Linked DNA regions of Macaca fascicularis: region 2 is linked to region 1. The links are chromatin contacts, called in public Hi-C maps. All regions are on one chromosome and are shown on one strand. Each heading gives the region's core, a stretch centred on a gene start, on an enhancer-like site or on the middle of the called end of the contact. The rest is flanking DNA. Distances are from core to core; before and after follow the strand shown. Region 1 overlaps MYPN (myopalladin). Region 2 holds the start of MYPN (myopalladin).

Region 1 (3,742 bases), core at 806-3,305:
CCCTTCCTCAACTCCGTCTGCCCAGACAGACAGGTGACATCAGAGGAATATCAGGTGATACAGCCACTCAATTTCAAATCTTCCTAGGTACTGATATCTTCCCTGCATCTATGTCCATGGAAAGGGTCCAACTCTGTAAAATAGTTAGAAGAGATTTATTCTCAGCCAAATATGAATGACCATGGCCTGTGACAGAGCCCTCAGGAGATTCTGAGAACATGTGCCAAAGGTGGTCAGGGTACAGCTTGGTTTTATATCTTTAGGGAGACATGAGACATCTATCCGTACATGTAAGATGTACATTGATTTGGTCTGGAAAGGCAGGACAACTGGAAGTGAGGCCTTCCAAGTCAGAGGCAGATTCAAATTTTTTTTGATTGGCAATTGGTTGAAAGAGTTATTAACAATAGAAAGGAATGTCTGGATTAGGGTTGTAGAGACCAAGGTTTTATCATGCAGCAGAAGCCTCCAGGAGCAGGCTTCAGAGAATAGATTGTAAATTTTTTTTATCAGATCTTATCAGACTTACAAAATCTGTTCTATCAGTAATTCCAGGAGGTATAATGAGGAATGTCCCCTTCCCATCATGACCTGAACTAGTTTTCAGGTTAGCTTCAGAATGCCCTTGCTGAGAGGAGGGGTCCATTCAGATGGTAGGGGGCAGGCAGGGGAGGGTGCGGAGCTGGTGTGCGCTAAGAATTTCATTTTTGGTTTACCCGTATCACCTAGAGCATACCTCTGGCACATTTATCATGACAGTAAAGCTGTTTACCTTTCGATCTCTCGTGTTCACCTTGAAGACTGTCTCTAATATCTAGATAGGAGTCCATAGAGGCAACAATAGGTAAAAAGTTGTTATTATTTTGAAAAGTCCAATAGGACTTTAACATTTATTTATTTATTCGTTTGTTTGTTTGTTTGTTTGTTTTTTGAGATGGAGTTTCACTCTTGTTGCCCAGGGTGAAGTGCAATGGCGTGATCTTGGCTCACTGCAACCTCCGCCTCCCGGGTTTAAGCGATTCTCCTGCCTCAGCCTCCCAAGTAGCTGGAATTACAGGCCTCCACCACCATGCCCGGCTAATCTTTTGTATTTTTAGTAGACATTAGGTTTCACCATGTTGATCAGGCTGGTCTCAAACTCCTGACCTCAGATCCGCTCGCCTCAGCCTCCCAAAGTGCTGGGATTACAAGCATGAGCCACTGCACCCGACTAACATTTATTTTATTTTATTTTATTTTATTTTATTTTAGACAGAGTCTCCCTTTGTCACCCAGGCTGGAAAGCAGTGGCATGATCTTGGCTCAGTGCAACCTATACCTCCTGAGTTCAAGCAATTCTCATGTCTCAGCCTCCCGAATAGCTGGGACTATAGGTGTGTGCCACCACACCTGGCTAATTTTTGTATTTTTAGTAGAGACAGGGTTTCACCATGTTGCCCTGGCTGGTCTGGAACTCCGACCTCAGGTGATCTGCCCGCTCAGCCTCCCAAAGTGTTGGGATTACAGCCGTGAGCCACGGTACCCAGCCACATTTGTTCTTTACATTTAATTTTCATGAGCTGATTAGAGCCACAGATTGAGCTGCCTTTGTATGGCGACTCTGATTAGCTCCTTCTATTACTAATTAGATGCTCTGATTGGCAGATACATATACTTTTGATAAATGAAAATAGGAAAATGAATTAATCATTAACATATTTTGTTTGTGAGATAAAATCTCTAAAAGAAATAGCTTCATGGTGGGAAAATGGTCCTTAGTACACAGACCCAAACCCTGACGAGGTTTTCTCAGCCTCATCAGGATATGTGCTTTTGCCTCCATAAATGGGATAAGGATTGTTCAGGCATTGGGCACTAGGATAGGCAGTGGCTCAGATTCCAGAAAGACTTATCAGCAATGATGTGCTTGCGTTAGTTTCCGTCAGTGAGGGCAGGATTGAGGTCATAGTCACTGCCAGTGTCATTAGCAAATTTCTGAGTCAGAGCCACCAGTGATGGATGGTATCATGTGGCTATGAGCCATGATAACAGATGATTTGCATATGTTTGTTTGGCTTACTCCTGCTCTATTTACTTGTTTAGGGACTTCTGGCATTCCAGTCCCTATGACTCACTTTCTATACTGCCCAACAAAGCGTTTCTTTGCCAGTTGTGGCAAGAAGCCACTTTTTTTTTTTTTTTGAAGAAACGCTTAGAGAGCAGAGTTTTATTTAACTCCTTCCTCTGCTGGTGACAGCGAAGTATTTATCTTCTTTTTTAAAAAGTTAAAATGAAAAGGAGGGTTGCCCAGCAAAACAGTGGTAGAATTTAATAGTGGACTATGGGATTCCAAAACTAGTTCACTACTCTACTCATAGGTGATGTTTTTAAACATACCTATGTTTTTAAATGCTCTTTAACTGTGGATAGAGATAGGTTATCCTCCATCCTCTACGCAGTATCAAAAATACTTTCGCTCTGTTTATGCGGGGAAAACAGCACTCACACTTCTTGAGTGTGAAGGGAGGTCGATGATCAAATTAGAATCTTACTCCTATCACTGCTCCCACCCCAGCAGCAGCTGCTCTGGCAGGCTTTCAAGGCTGCAGCAGCCCTGGCCCCAGCTGCTTCAGCAGTAATTTGAAGAGTGCAAGGGGGCAGGGGAAGTGAGAATTTGAAAAAGAGCACTTCATTATATAACAGCAAAGGCAGGAAACCCTGAAATAACTGGGCCAGTAGTGGAATCCAGATTTCTGGAGTTCATGGGCCCCTCTCCACAGTCAATCAATTCTGGAGACTTTTCTTACTCAAAGATTGCATGGGGCACTTGTGACAGTCAAGGGGCAAAAGAGCTTTCAATCAAACAGTTCTTTATCAGCACAAATCACTTTGATCTAACTCCATCCTAAAGCACTGTGCACTTGCAGCATCTTCCAAGGTGCAAAATTATCAACTAATTTAAAAACAAATAAAATGGCAAAATGAACCTTGTAGCTGACATCTTTTAACCAATAAGGCAGATGCTCTTTCTCAAGGATGTCCCAGCATTATGTTTGTGGTTATAGATCTACTAAGCAAGAACTATATCCTTTCAACTCACATTTATAGCAGTGGGCATGGTGCTTGGCACAAAGCAGGCACACATTTATTCTGTGACAAATAACTTCCACTTCAGGCCAGGCACGGTGGCTCACAACTGTAATTCCAGCACTCTGGGAGGTTGAGGCAGGAGGATCACTTGAGGCCAAGAGTTCGAGACCAACCTGACCAAGATGATGAAACCCTGTCTCTAACTAAAAACACAAAAATTAGCCGGGCGTGGTCGCACTCGCCTATGGTCCAGCTACTTGGGAGGTTGAGGCAGGAGAATCACTTGAACCCAGGAAGTGGAGGCTGCAGTGACCTGAGATCATACCACTGCACTCCAGCCTGGGTGACAGAGCGAGACTCCATCTCAAAAAACAAAACAAAACAAAAAAACCCTTCCATTTCAGCTAAGAAGAAATTATTATTTTCATTACTTTGTGACTTCAGAGTGTCTTTAGGAAGAATAGAGAAAAAAAGTAAAATGTCAAATGGCCATGGAAGAAGACATGCTTCCCAAGTCTCTATGTTGTCAAGTCACCCTACAAAGAATGTCCTCCCAGATGACCAGTTTAGTGATGACACACAAGATAGATTTGCACTTTGAATACTGCATACCTGAGGAAGTTGTAGATCTTTGGTTATAATGACTTTAGTCCAGATTCATAATTCCTAGAAA
Region 2 (3,907 bases), core at 866-3,365, 67 kb before region 1:
AAAGAAGAGCAAAACGCTCAGGGGGATAGAAAGGAGAATGTTGAGATGCTGCACAGAGTTTTCATATTGTTGACTATACTTTCATACTTATATCATTTAAGTTGATAAGCAGCATGTTTGCTTATGCAAATAACATTTAAAGATATCATTCCTTTGCTTTCTGGCAGTAATTATTTCAATCTTTATTCCTCCTACCATGGCCTCAGTTCAGGCTATCATCTCTTCCAGCCTGGACATTTTCCCCTGGTCTGTGGACTACCTATAGTCTTGGCCCTTTGGTCTAAACACACAGCCACTGGGTGATCTTTCTCAAATGCAGATTTGATCATACCTCCTCAAAACATTTATAATTTAGGCATTCAGAGTTCTTCATAATTAAGCCTTTGCCCTCCTCTGCAACCTCATTCCTGTCACATTCCTCAAATCACACCTCATCTTTGTTTTATGAGGTATGAAATATGCTCTCTCACATCTTCCTAAATTTTCATGTTGCTCCTAACCTAGCAAGTTTCTCATTTTTCAATACTCAGCTTAGGCAGTACTTTCTTAATGAAGACTTGCCCTATCCGTGACAGTTAACACCCTCCTCTCTGGTGCCATCCTCTGCTACAGAGCTTGCCACACTTCAACATAATCAATTTTTTGTCTTCTCCCTCACTAGACTGCTAGCTGAAGGTCAGGAACTTGGAACTTTTTACCCTTGTATCCACAGGAATGAATGAATACAACTTGTTTAATATACTCAGAAGCTGTAGTTATCAAGTATTTATTTTTGACTAATAAATATAATAAATTGTTAGACTTATTTATTTATTTATTTATTTATTTATTTATTTATTTATTTTGAGACAGAGTCTTACTCTGTTGCCCAGGCTGGAATGCAGTGGTGTGATCACGGCTCACTGCTAACTCTGCCTCCAGGGTTTAAGCAATTCTCTTGCCTCAGCCTCCCGAGCTGGGATTACAGGCCCCCCACCCCCACGCCTAGCTAATTTTTGTATTTTCAGTAGAGATGAGGTTTCACCGTGCTGGGCAGGCTGGTCTCAAACTCCTGGCCTCAAGTAATCCACCAACCTTGGTTCAGAAAATTTTATTTAGTACATAAAATCTTTCAAAATAATGTCTGTAAGGAAAAAGGATCATTCCAGGCTGGAATCGATGATAGCCTGAACTGAGGCCATGGTAGGAAGGATGAAGATAGAAATAATTACTGCCAAAAAGCAAAGGAATTATATATTTATATGTTATTTGCATAAGCAAACACGCTGCTTATCAAGAAGTCCTCAATGGAAAAGACTTAGTATATATATAGTAAATATCCATTAAATATTCGTCAATTGAGCAATCCTTCTTTGTTTAGATTGTTATCTTTCTAAGGAAGGGACTCGTGGTATACTTTTATTTATTGTTTCCAGTGCGTAATAGAATACTATGTCCATAAAATCATCTCAGATCTAGTTTTACTGATTAACTGAATGAGTGAATCCATTAATTATCTCTAAATCTCAACAGGAATTTATAAGACCTATGTCTTTGAATTTCTCCCTACATATTGAAATATCTGTGAGCTCTTTGGGGAAAGGGGTTCTACCTATTGATTTTTGTATTTTAAAATCTTAACAGAGAACACTGAACATAGCAGAAGTTTAATTAATCTCTGTTATTAAGATTTCATCAGTGAAATACAAGTTTGCTTTGCTCATCATTTTATCCCAGTGACCTAGGGCAAGATCTTATTAATTGTAGGAATTTAGCAAATATTCGTTAAATAAACATGATTTGGAAATCTTGCTATTGGCAGGTACAATTAAATCTAATGTGAAAAGTTTCCCTTGGGGGAAAAAATAAAGTTTCCCTTGGTGTCTTAGATTCAGGAATAAACACAGATCAGAGCATGATTCTGAAAGATGTTTTATTTTGTACTATGAAACAGCTCTACCCTACAGAGGTGGGGAGCAGGGAAAAGGGAGAGAAGCTGGAAACAAACAAGTGAGGCTCACAGGAGAAAATAGCTCCTCCAAGGGGAGCCACATGCTCTGATACCCATGGCAGCCGCATGAGGAAGCAGCCTAAAATTAGCAGGACGGGCAAACCCAGGAAGGGAAAGCCACGGCAGCTTTCCCTGCCGTCAACAAGTGAGGTGAGGGGCTGGGAGTCTCGGCTGGAACTATCCAATGTAGCCTTTGGAGCTCCACTGCTATTTGTGCCAGGTAAGGTCCTCCCTCAAAACTCATCTTGGGAGGTAAAGCAAGATATTTCTTAAGGGGATGTCCAGATAATTGAAATATTTAATACTGTCCAGTAAAAAGGTGCCTCCAGGAATCTAGTGATTAAGAGAGCAATAGATTAAGAACATTCTTCTATTCATCCTTACTCAGGGTATTCATCTGAACCACTCACTCTCACCTTACTGAATTGGGGCTCTCTGGGGTGTGTAGTTGCTGCTTCTTTCAAGTGTTAGAGTAAAAAGGGGAGGGTGTCCTAGAAAATCTTTAAAGCCATGTGGGAAAAGGAATGATGAAAGGGCATTGCCAAGCAATGTAAAGAAACTGCAGAGCCAGAAAGGAAAGATCAGAGATAATACAAATAGGACTCAGTGGGCAACAGTGTGCTTTCTTCATGAATGAAGTGCAGAGCAATTGAGCTGATTGAGGACAGTCAACAGAATCCTGGAGGGGACCAGAATATTCTGTATTATTGTTTCATAAAGAACTGGCTCAGTGATTGATTTTTGCATTGCACATGAATAGCTCCCAGTCAGGGTACTGATCTATCACTCTCCATCATTTCTATAAGTTTCTGTCTCCCATACTAGAATTCATTTTAATAATATATTACCAATTGCTTTTTAAAGTTACAGCTCCTCATTAATGGTAAAACCTTCCAGTGCTATCAACAGTTTCTCACAGGGTTAATCTGAAGGAGTTGTGCAAGTGAATAGCAGAAGTTCAGAACTTAAAAAAATTTTTTTATTGAGATATAATTAATACATCATACAATTCACCTGTTTAAAGTGTGTAAGTCAATGGATTTTAGAAAATTTACAGAGTTGTGCAACCATTGCCACAAACAATTTTAGAACATTTGTATCACCCCCCTCACATCCAATAGCAGTAACTCCTCTTTTCCTCCAACATCCTCCCGCTCACAGCCCCAGGAAACCATTAATCTACTTTCTGTTTCTATAGACTTACCTATTCTGGATATTTCACATCAACAAAATCATACAATGTGTAGTCTTTTGTGAGTTTGTTTGTTTTTTTGTTTACTTTTTTGAACCAGAGTCTCACTCTGTTACCCAGGATGGAGTACAGTGGTTCTAGCTTAGCTCACTGCAAACTCTGCCTCCTGGGTTTAAGTGATTCTCATGCCTTAGCCTCCCAAGTAGCTGGGATTACAGGCATGTGCCACAATGCCCAGCTAATTTTTGTATTTTTATTAGAGACAGGGTTTTGCCATGTTGGCCAGGTTGGTCTTGAACTCCTGGCCTCAAGTAATCCACCTACCTTGGCCTCCCAAAGTGCTGGGACTAGAGGTGTGAGCCACTTAGCCTGGCCTGTTTTTTGTTTGTTTGTTTTTAAGAGAATGCTTAAATATGTGAGAAGAGAGAAAAGAAGGCTCTTTTGTTGTTGAAGTATCAACTGTTGATTCACCTTAAAGAGGATCTGTAATTGTCTCCAGTCTCTGTTTTCAGTGAATATTTATAACCCATTACCCTAAGATTTTCCAGTTATAGTGATACTTCAGTATTATATATAATTAAATGATTAATAAATGCTTTACAGTAATGATATTTTCACTTAACGATCATCTCGGATATGATCTGCTGGAATGAAGTATATCCATTTAGGATATCATTGGAGAACTTATATGGGACACAGCCTAAGGTTTTAGTAAATAATAAATG

Evidence for each region. Hi-C and Micro-C count contacts between places; a contact is called where the count stands out from the background.
Region 2: a contact with region 1 is called in a Hi-C map of skeletal muscle, with 9 times the contacts expected there. The contact joins the promoter of MYPN here to the enhancer-like site in region 1. A contact is called at or near these places in 2 of 2 Hi-C or Micro-C datasets (liver and skeletal muscle).

The regions. Positions count from the first base shown.
Region 1 is chr9:78,408,609-78,412,350 of T2T-MFA8v1.1, reverse strand. All of the region lies in intron 6 of MYPN (myopalladin), which reads left to right. Among named protein-coding and RNA genes, the nearest start is that of MYPN, 67 kb to the left of the region's middle. Within about 2 kb of position 2,055, at least 1 of the 6 cell types and tissues checked has an H3K27ac peak or open chromatin away from gene starts, as enhancers often do.
Region 2 is chr9:78,475,503-78,479,409 of T2T-MFA8v1.1, reverse strand. MYPN (myopalladin) reads left to right here and starts at 2,115. Exons shown (of 20, transcript XM_065521037.2): 1 at 2,115-2,210.